2 separate regions of the Gossypium arboreum genome follow, and region 1 is linked to region 2. The links are chromatin contacts, called in public Hi-C maps. All regions are on one chromosome and are shown on one strand. The core of a region is the stretch at or near the end of the contact, and the rest is flanking DNA. Distances in the headings are between cores, read along the strand shown. Region 1 holds the start of LOC108461657. Region 2 holds the start of LOC108464102 (nuclear pore complex protein NUP98A-like).

Evidence for each region. A called contact is a pair of places that touch in the nucleus more often than the background predicts.
Region 1: a Hi-C map of leaf shows a contact between it and region 2, with 4 times the contacts expected there. The contact joins the promoter of LOC108461657 here to the promoter of LOC108464102 in region 2. A contact is called at or near these places in 2 of 5 Hi-C or Micro-C datasets (both in leaf).

Annotation. Positions count from the first base shown.
Region 1 is chr1:28,117,527-28,123,350 of ASM2569848v2, forward strand. It overlaps LOC108461657, which reads left to right and starts at 3,234. Exons shown (of 8, transcript XM_017761559.2): 1 at 3,234-3,507; 2 at 3,788-4,224; 3 at 5,114-5,248; 4 at 5,332-5,374; 5 at 5,725-5,781. The coding sequence starts at 3,824.
Region 2 is chr1:27,918,741-27,924,285 of ASM2569848v2, forward strand. LOC108464102 (nuclear pore complex protein NUP98A-like) reads right to left here and starts at 2,033. Exons shown (of 14, transcript XM_053028039.1): 1 at 1,788-2,033; 2 at 1,619-1,673; 3 at 1,238-1,300; 4 at 462-740. The coding sequence starts at 1,256.

The DNA.
Region 1 (5,824 bases), core at 1,984-4,483, 200 kb after region 2:
ACAACTTTTATTTTATTAAATGAAACAATATAAAAATAGTTTGTACAACTATATTTAAAAAATCAATACATGTGTCAGTCAGAATCAGTGCCACATAGGGGTGGTCGACGATTACGCGCTGGATTCCTTATTGGCTTAGCTTCCAGCAGGGGTTGTGGTTGCTCTGGCGGGGGCTGTGGTTGTTCTAATTGTGGGTGTGGGTGTGGGTGTTAGGAGGATGGCCCACCTTGATAAAAAAAAGAATGTGGAGGTGTTTGCATCACTCACGGTGGAGGTGTTTGAATTCCATAAGGTGATAGGGATTGGAAATGAGATGTGCTCTCCAATGGTGCCTAGTGCGATCCCTCCTACGACGATAGCCTATATATCATCGGTTGAGTCAGAGTTATTGAGAAAGGAGATGCGCCAGGCCATTCATTCTAACTTGGCATAGAACTAGGAAAAGGAAACATATAAGGGTTAAGATATATATAAGGGCTAGGATACGCACCTGGCATAATCTGAAAGGGTTGTGGTGTGGGTGTTGTTGCTTGAGGCGTTGGGCCCTGTGATTGTATAGGTGCTATTGATGGGCCTGCCCCATCATCTTTTCTCATTGGATTTGAAAGACCCCGTCATTCCCTTTTGACACGGATTTTTCGATGCCTCTGTTCTTCCGAGAGCAAATATGGCTTGCCATGAATCCCAAAACATGTCATGTAATCCGACGCGCACGCTAACTCTGGAACGATAATCGGTTCATAAGTAGGTATATGATCATACCAATTTTCTCACATTTCGATATATTCTGAAAAGAATAGCGGCTAATGCGTATTCAATTGTCGTAAGTCGATTTTGTGCTCATCATCGAGCACCTCAGGTGTCACGGGAATCAGTTGTCGGAATCTAAATTGCCGCAACGCTCTATTTGTCTGGTGCATCTCGATAGTAGTGTAGTTGATCAATGGGACATTAACATGCCAAATGTTCTAATTTGAAAGAATTCATCCGGAATTACTGCTCGAATTGTCGAATCTTATTATGGTATTAATTGAAACTATATGAACGTGATAAAAATATTAGTTATATACATAATACTAAATACTAAATATGAAACGACTATGTTATGTATATATGTTTTATTTAATACTTATATGCGCTTCCGAACGTTGGTCTAATAGAAGCCATATATCTTCAAGAGCGTTAGGTATACCAACATAACTCGCTGAATGGTTCCACCTAATTAAATAAAATTTTAGCATAAAGTTACATTTTAAATCTATGTAATAATTGTAAAATCTAATATAAATTTTACATTGTTATGAGTAGAATATATATGGATGGTTCACTCGATGACGTAAAAATGAAAGCAAAACCAAGCCCATGATTGTAGTAGTGATAGGTAACCTTCGATTTTGGCTTTATTTGGTTTCATCGCCCCGCACATCTTCTAGTACAATGTTGCTAACACGGCAGACCTCCAACTAAGTTCGCCAGTTGCTCTAAAATCAACGAGTTTCAGCAGCCACCTTAGATGTACGAGGTTTCGTGACAAGTTTAGCATCAGATAACCTCCAATGATCTCAAGGATATATGCCAAGCATATCGTATTCTTTCTACTTCAATCGAATCATCCTCCGGCTCCAGGAATGTGTCCGTAACCAGCCCATCTCGATCCGACCTCCATAAATATTATCTGGAATCGCACCCAAAAGTTCGTAGCATATGGCTCCCCAATTAGCAGATTGAGTGGACCTAGTGAGTATGGACCAATCCACTGGTAATCTCAATTGTAACTGCACGTCCTCCAAAGTGCTGGTACACTCCCCACAGGGAAGATGAAACGTGTGCATCTTGTCTCCACCTTTCTATGAACGCGTTGATGAGTTTCGGGTCCAACTTGCACCCCCGGCCTATATTGGCCACTGCCAAAAACCCGCTTCCCTCAAGTAATTTTCTATCAATGGTGATGGAGAACCAAACATATTCGAATATAACATTATAACATCAGATCTACAGACTGTTATAAAAATTATAAAATAAAAATTAATTAAAATTACATAAATGAAAAAAATTAAAAAAATAAAAAAATTAAAATTAACTCTTACCATTTTTGTTTGTTCGACGGAGATATGTTTACAATCAAGACGAATTAATTCATTGGTCATTGCTAACATGATCAAATATTTAAGAAATTATAAAAAAATAATACTAATTTTAGAAAAAATAAATAAAGAAAGCTTTGATAGATTTAGGGAGAAATTTGAGAGCTTTTTTGAGAATTTTTGAAGAAATATTTGTGTGACTTTTTTTTTTTTTATGTTGGACCCCAATAGTCAAAATTTTAAATGACGGTTGGGGGGGTCAAAAACACGGATTAAAATGCGTTCCTGATGGAGCGCTTTTGCCATGTTAGCAAAGCATATCCACGTCAGCGTGTTTTTTGCTGACATGATAAAAACGCTTCCTCAAGGACGCATTTTGCTGGAATTTCCCTTTAAAACGCTCCTACGTAGATGCGTTTTAGTATTTTCGGTCCATTCCGATAAATAAAAAATAGCCTATTTCCGTAAATAAAGTAAGAAATGGACTTTTCTTAGTAAAATGGTCTTCAAACCATATATTTTGTTATTTAAAGTATATTATTTTTTTGATAAATATAGTATGTTATTTTTAAACACATATATTTCATCTAAATACATGATTTTCACACGCACATCCATTCGTGTATGATAGAGTTTCTAATAAATAATAACAAAATATAATTATTTTTATTTAAAGTTAAGATGCACTATCATGTTAGTCACTCTAAATATGAGTCATTTATATTTTAGTCACTCAACTTCTTTTATTAATTTGATCACTCAAAATAGAAATTGATCAAATTAGTCACTATCCCATTAAATGATAATAGAAGATTAACATTGCGGTTTCACGATACTCACTCTAAAATTAGAGTAAATTACACGTTAATCAATTTAAATAAAGGTAATTCCTAAAGATAATTTCTAAGGATAATACCTATTTTGATCACTCCAAAATTTTTTAGAACAAATACATCATTAATTTTTCATTATTGTTTAACGATAAAGTGATGAATTTAATTAATTTAATTTTTAAATGACCAAAATAGAAATAATTATTATTTAAAATGAGTAACGTTGTAGTTTACCGTTAAAATTAACCCTGTAGTAGGTAGGTGGGCATTCCGATAAGGACGTGTATTTTACAGGTGATTGCGTTACGGTTAAAAGAAAAAAAGTAAAATTCCAACCTTTAAACATGCTTTACTCAGCTGTATTGCGTGATTAAACAAAAGATTCTTATTGTCTGGAAAAAAACACAAAAGATTCTTCGTCTGTTGTTAAGTCAAATTCATTAGTAGTTCCATATAAAGTTACCAATTTTCATGTATATGTCCTCCTTTCTCCCACTTTCTTCTATCTTCTTAATCGTCGCTGTTGCTTCTTCATCTCTTAACTGCCAATTAACTCTGCAAGTGAATGCTTAGGAATAATCATTCTTCAGGTACATATACTTTTCTTTTTGGTTAGTGTTTACCAAAATTTCAGTGGGTCTGAGCTAATTTTAGGGCTGAAGTTAAGTTTTTTTGCCTTGTTTAATGGGTATCACTAATGGTTTGCTTTTATTTTATTGTTAGTTTGGAGTCATAGAAATGAGAAGTGCCTGTTGTATTCTGTTTCAAGCACAATATTGATTGGAGGGGGGGGGGATTAGGGCTTGACAATTTTATGATTTATTTTGTTAAAATCATCTCTGTGGTTTTCAATTTTTGATTCACTGGCAGTGTCGAAGAGTGTTTCTTTCATATTTGGAATCAAGAATGAGGGTGTTAGGGGAATTCCCTGATTTAAATATTTTAGAACCAAAAGTTGGTGTTGTAAACGCTGTAAATAACAATCAGATGCAGAATGGAGGTTCGAATGAGACTAGCAGCAGGGCTGGTGATCTCTCTAGAAATTTACACGAACCCGACCTTGAGATGCATGGAAACATCCCATTGCCTCAGGAGGAAATACAACCAGGCTCAGTTGGGGATTCTGCTTGTGAGGCCAATCCTACATCAGCTACGAATGTGGTAACGAAGGTCGAGTCTCACTTGACTCAGCAGCCGATAGCTATATTATCAAAAGATGCCGAGTCCACTAAAGAGGATTTGCCTCATGCGGCTTCTCCGAAAATGGGGTATTTTTCGAGGACCACTAGTGCTCATGAGCAGTGCAGGTACATTATACTTCTTCTGTGTTAACTACCTATTTATGTGCGTGCTTCTTGTATTTTATGTTTTCGATATTTAATGGCTTCTGGATAGCATGAATCCTCATAAGAAAATGGATCATAGCTGAGTTTTTCTATCTTACCAAGTTTATTGTCCTAAGAATTTCACTTGGCATGAGTCTTGTTGCCCTGTTTATGCTTTCTAAACTCATTATGTAATAATAGGATGTGCAATGTTTGGCTCCTAACTTCTGTTGCGGCATCACATCAAAAGCATCTAGTGCGATATACTACTGTCTTAGGCTATGTTGGAACAAGGGATTTCCTTTTGTAATTTTAGTATCTGATTCAAGTGTGGTGATGTTAAAGGTTCTAATGACTTCTCATTTCAATTCTTGTACTGGTATAATCAAAGCATGTTGGAATCATATTAAAAAGAGTTCGGGTTTGTTAAATTCATCACACTCATTGCAAAGCAAACTTTTCTGCAGATTGGATGGTTTTTTATGCAAGTCAATGATCACTGAGTATATGGAAAGAGTTTGGATTTGTCAAATTTATCATTTGAAATTATGTTTCCCCTTGATGGAGTGAATACGCTTTTGTTCAATGATTTTATAGGCATTTGTTTTCCTAGATTAGTTAGTTCATAAATGAATCTACTCCATTGTACCCACAAAGAAGCGTGTAGAGCATAAAGGTCTAGGATTAGAGGGTTGAGAAAATCTTAGTTGAGGTCATTTTATATATAGTGGCAAGGTCAACGATCTTAAAAAAACCATCCGTTAGCATGTTGACCTTTTCGGCCTACAATTTGTTTTTCGAAGATTAAATATTGTTGAAAATTTATAGTTATCACATACTTTTACTCATTATTATCTATATTACTCTTCAGAGTTTGTCAACAGGAGAAGGAAGAAGGTCTTATAGATCTTGGGTGCCAATGCAAAGGTGGTCTTGCAAAAGCACATCAGTCTTGCATTGTCACTTGGTTTCATACGAAAGGGTCCAACAAATGCGAGATATGCCAGTAAATTATTCAAAATTTGATTCCCTACATTAAATTACCTTATTTTTAACAGACATCGTGATTCTCTTATTGTTGTCATGCAGAGTAGTAGCTGTAAATGTGACAGCTCCACAGCCAGAGCGCAGTGTAGGTATTCTATGCTTAAGTGAAAGGGCTAGCAATGAGTTTTATATATGCCCAAATTTAAAGCTGAACACTAAAACAAAGTTGACAATTGAGTGTGTGTTGTTATTTGCCTACTATTATGCTTGCCGTATACAAATTTTAGAAAGATATAGATGAAAGGCACGTTAGACCCCCTGATTAGGTGTTCTAGCACTTTAAAAGCATTTGTAATTGATGATATTGATTTTGGTGTGAAGCAAACTTGGAAACTGGTGTTGCAGCTTTCTAGTATTTTTTTTTTTCTTTTTCGTTTATCTATAGCATCTCATCATCTTGTCTATATTGATTCTCAAATGTTCTTCATGGTGCAGAGGAATTACTGGGTTTGGAGGATTAATCCACGCCTTGTAGCCCTTAACCGTGAAAGGGTAAGAGCGTAACTGCAGCCAGTCTACTGGGGTATTATTTTCA
Region 2 (5,545 bases), core at 783-3,282:
TACAAGGAAATAGAAGTGCCCCTCATGATCACATTTAAGGCCTAATTGAAAATGTGCTATGTTTTTTAGAAAGTCTCTTACTAATAAACACTAAATTTTTCTATCTCCATGAAATAAAAGTGCAATTAATTGTAATATTGATACACATATGAATGCATTTATTTGTATAATAATGCCATGACCTACACATATTTGGTATTGGAATGCTACCATTAAAGCATCACAAAATATGAATGATCTACACATTACTCTAAAGTCAGAAGAGAATTCATACAGGTAACTAAACAACCCTAACAAAGTAGATTAATAGTGACTCTTCCTTGAAGATATCAGTTGAATTTTAGAATTTTTATGTATGACAATCATATTATCAATATATCAACAGAACCAATATGCAATGAACCGAATGAAGGATAACTTAATCATAATAATAGAAAAGAAAAAGACATACAGACTCTTACCACCAAAAGATGATGATGAACTGCCAAAAGTGGGAGTAGATGAACCAAAAGCTGGAGATGAAGAGGCACCAAAGGCAGTTGTTGAGGAGAAGGGAGAAGAAGATTGGGCCGCACCAAACACTCCAGTAGAAGTACCTCCAAATACCGAACCCCCTGTTTGGGAACCAAAAGGGTTTGGACTACTGAAGGAAGGTTTAGGTGCAAATGGATTGCTACTTGCACTGGTCTGCCCAAAAACAGATTGGGATGCAAATGGGCTACTTGATGATTGCCCAAAAGCTGTTGAAAAGAGTTTCTGACAGTTAACTTAATTGTTTAAAAAGATTCATAAGTAATAACAAATTTATTCTAAAAAATGATGAAGTGTAAAGCAGGTTAAAGGTATATATATATACATATATATAGCAAATAACAGAGAATGAATATTGACCGGTAACAGTTACCAAGGAACAGAACACCAACAACATACTGGTAAACACTTTTGGTGTGATGAAGTGCAGTAGTATTTTATAAATAAATAAATAAAAAGGCACCAATGAAGGAAGAAGAATTAGAAGATAACAATGATCTGTGCATATCACGGATGCAACATGTAAATGCTTCTTGCATAATTAAGCTAATCTTCAATCTGAAAACCAATCAAACTCCTGAATTTCACAATGGCTACTTTTAAAAAGGAACGGAAGAAATTATGCATTCATCGAAACAACAGCTCAACATGTAAATTCAGAATATGATTTCAACGGGAAAGAGTGAAAGGTAAGAGAAAGTCTCACGATTAGTTGTACCAAACATCTTCGTCTACGTAGTTATTTACTCCACAGGTCCTTGATCTCAAACTGAGAAAAGAAAACGAAGCAGAAAGCTGATTTAAACAAACATGGAAACTAGAACCAGTAATGAATAAATATATTCAACTAAATCCATACTAAAACATGAATTAATATTGCGAAAAATAAATCAAATGCGCAAACGTGATACCCCGAACCAAACTCGGGATCCGTTTCTTCGATCAAAAGAATCCATCATTCAGTAACGATTGAAAAGGCGTTTCAACCGTTTCATTTAATTTTATCCCTCCAATTCATTTACTTAAAACTAAATACACAGGCACATATATATAAAAATAAATAGTCAAAGAGGGAAAGAAGATATACCGGGAAAAAAAAAAGGTGTTCAATAGCAATTATATGTACTTTCCAATTGTGAAACCTGTTATTAAAGATGACCAAAAAAAGAAAGAATCAGCATGTATTATGAAGCAGTTTATGCAGTGGAAGTGCGAGTGAGAAAAGATGATAAATTAGGGTTTGGGAGAGGGGGAACCTTTTAGGACGGATCTGAATCCAGAGGTTTGTTTATTGCGTGGGAGAATCAGAAAAGAAAGGGTGTGAAAGAAGAAGGGAGAGAAGAAGACCCACGATGGCCAAAACAACCAAACCAAGCGGAAATCATACCGGGAGCAAGGAGAAAAGCTTTGTAGGATCGGGAGATCCACGTAGCTTTGTTAGTTTGTGTAACCGGAAAAAGACATTATTTAGTGTCTAAATTAGTAAAAACCAAAAATTTTAATTTTCATCCAACTAAAACTCTATTTTGACATATATATATATATATATATATATATTTTAATTATATACATTTTATTACTTCTATCAATTATATATTTCTATTAATTTGTATATTTATATATCTGTAATTTCTATACACAAACTCGTGTGATATAATATCTAATATTAAATTTATAATTTTTAGAATGTTAGTTTTTGTTTAAAAATTTAAAGTATTATTTGATAAATTAAAAATTAAGTATTAAAATTTAAATACTTAATTTAAATTATAAAATATTTTAAAATATTACTTAAAATTAATTATGAAATATAATTAAATTATTTGATAAATATATTTTTAAATTATAAAAATAAAATTTTAAATTTTAGCCTTAATTTTAAACATTTCACTTTGTTCTAAACAAAAATCAAATTTTAAAGCAAATTTTTACATAATAATATAATATTAAAATAAATAAAATAAAATAGAATTAATTGAAAATATTCTCCATTAAATTTTAAATAGCTCTTATTTACTTATTATTTGTCACACTTTTTATATAAAAATTCTTTTAGGTTTTATTTTGAATTATTATACATGCATAAAATATTAAATTTCAATTGATTTAATTTTTTCAATGATCTATCAAATAAGGTTTAATTTAGAATCAGTTATTTAATTTTAAAATATTTAAATATTAAAAATATAAAAATTCATCATGATTTAAATAATATTATTAATAATTTCTTACAAGTTATTCATTTTATATACATGGATAAATTAATTTATTTTAATTTTAAAATTGCTAAAATTATAATTTTGTATTTATTTTTGCTCTACTTTAATTTGTAATTAACTCTTATTATATTTGAAAAATATAAATTTAATTTGATAAATTTTATTAATATGTGTTTTTTAAACTATATTTTAAGGCTAACAATTTAATATTCATTGTCGAAATTACTTTTTGAAAAGATCGACTTTTTATTTTAAAAATGAAAATGAGAGTCGCCACCATTCTTTTTTTTAATAAGGTATATTTTGATTTATTAAAACAACGATTTTGGTCTACGAAATTCAAGAAAATGGAGTCGGTTACTTGCGTGGAAGGAATTTATTAATTAATGTCTTAATGTCAAAAATTTGAAAACTTGAAAGAATTTACAATACGATTCATGTTTTTATTAATGTTAATTTAAAAAAATGGTTGAATAAATTGAAACGAATGTCAAAGACCCTCTCGTCTTGAGATAACAAATGTCGCATCCCGTAAGTTAGGACACTGCATTTTGAACCCTCAAGAATAAGCTTGCCTTTAAAATTTTTTATTTAAATTTCACGTATTTTAATTGTAAAAGGATATTTGGCTATTTAGGTTTAACGAGAAAATCGAAACCCTATAAGTTAAGATACAATTTCTCGAATCTCTAAAATACGAAATGTTGCCTATTTTTAAAAGTTTTTTTTGAATTTGGGTGAAAATTAATGCAATATTTAAAAATGGTATATGAATAAAATATTGTACCAATGAATAACAACAATATGAAAATGCTCATAAATAATTCCTAGTACATATAATGGCAATAATCACATAATATCACTTTAGTACCAATACAATCAATTAAAGAAAGATAAAATAAAATAAACAACAAATAGTTTCAATGATAACAAAAATAAAATAGGCACCAAACAAGACAAAATCATTTTTAAAATATAATAATGACAAGTGAACAAATAAATAAATGCAATAGATAATAATAATAATAATAATAATAATAATAATAATAATAATAATAATAATAATAACGGAATAGATAAATGGGTACCAAATGAAAAATAAAATAAAACCAAAAATAAAGAACAAATAAAAAGCTAAATAAAATAAAATAAATAAATAAACGAAAATAATAATGGACTTAAATGTAACCCAAATTAAATCAATAAGATAGATTAAAGGACTAATTAGCAAGGCGCGAAAACAAACAGGGACTAAATGGGCAAATAACCCAATTCTCCTAGACACGCGTCCCTTCTCTAGGAGATCAGTGAGCTAAGGACTAAATTGAAACGTGTAAAAGTTCAGTGGCCAAATTAAAAAAAGAATGAAAATAGGACTAAATTAAAACAACCCAAAAATGCGAAAGGACTAGGGGCGTAAATAGCCTAAAAATTGAAAACATGCGGATCCCCCTTGGAGCGGGTCGGGTTGCGCGCGGATTGGTTTTAAACGACTCCCTTTTGGGCGTTTGGGAGCTGAGTGAAACGGCGTCGTTTCACTAGGCTATTTAAGCCAAAATTTCTTCAAAAAAATCTCATTTCTCTTCTCTTTTTTTTTAAAAAAAAAAAAGAATTCCCCTTTTATCTCAAAATTTCTTCCTTTCTCTGGCCTAGGATTTCGGCAAGTCCCACAGCAGCCACCGGTCGCCAGCGACTAGCTTCGCCGCTCCCGGTGGCCAAAAAATGCCAAATATACCATTTTTATCCCTTTTTTTAGCCTAAGTTTAGATCCAAGGGTGAAAACCCTAAAAAAGGAAGAAAAGGTTCGGCCCACGCCCTTTATGACCTCTCATGTGCCTTCTTCGAAGCCTGAATGAAACCCCAAAAAGTTTTTAGGGTTTTCGTGACAGAAGAAACCTCCGATGATGGATATGTACAAGGGAAGCGGGTAAGTTTCAACACCTTTCCCTTTTCTTTATATTTTAATTATAAAATAAATTTGTAAAAAAGGATAAATAAAAAATCACCAAGATTAAAATTTGATTTCTAACTTTTCTTTGATTTTGCTCTTTGTTTTGATTACTCTGGTGTGCGTAAAAAAATACAAGTAATTTATGTGACCTATTTTATAGCCGAAATACAAGATTCTTTTTTGTTTTCTTTGCTTTTGTTTGCTACTGTTTCTTTTTTTCTTCGTTGTCCTCTGCTTTACGTGTTGCAAGTGGTGGCAGAGAAGCGTCAGACGCGTGTGGAGAGGCAGCAGCAAGCGCGGTGCCAGGGATAGGCCTAAAGTTCAGCGACTAGGGTTTCTACCCTTTCTTTTTTGCTGAAAATGTTAAGATTATGGGCTTATTGGGCTAGGGTTAATTTTGTGCTATGGGTTTTTGTTGTATTTTGGACCATTTGTTTTGTAATTTGGACTGTTTTATATGGACTATTAAGATTTATTTTGGTTTTTATTTTTGTTTATTTTTGGGTCTTGGGCCCGGGCTAAATTGGCCCATTACAACTGCCCTTCTTTGCTCAGTGTCGTGTAACGAGAATGTAGTAAAAACTTCAAAAAGGACCAATTTTTCCTGGTCTTACCGAATCTTGACTTCTTTGGTGCTTCTTTTCTTCAAGTAGCCTCATTTCATCCCACTGCATCTTCAGGGGTATAGGAATTAGTGCTTGGATCTACTCCACTATAACTTCAGGGAGATTAGTCTCACATCTACAATCTGCTCCACTGTAACTTCAAGGAGATAAGATTTGTAACTCGTAGATTTAATCTGTTCCACTGCAACTTCAGGGAAATAAGATTTGCATCTTCAATA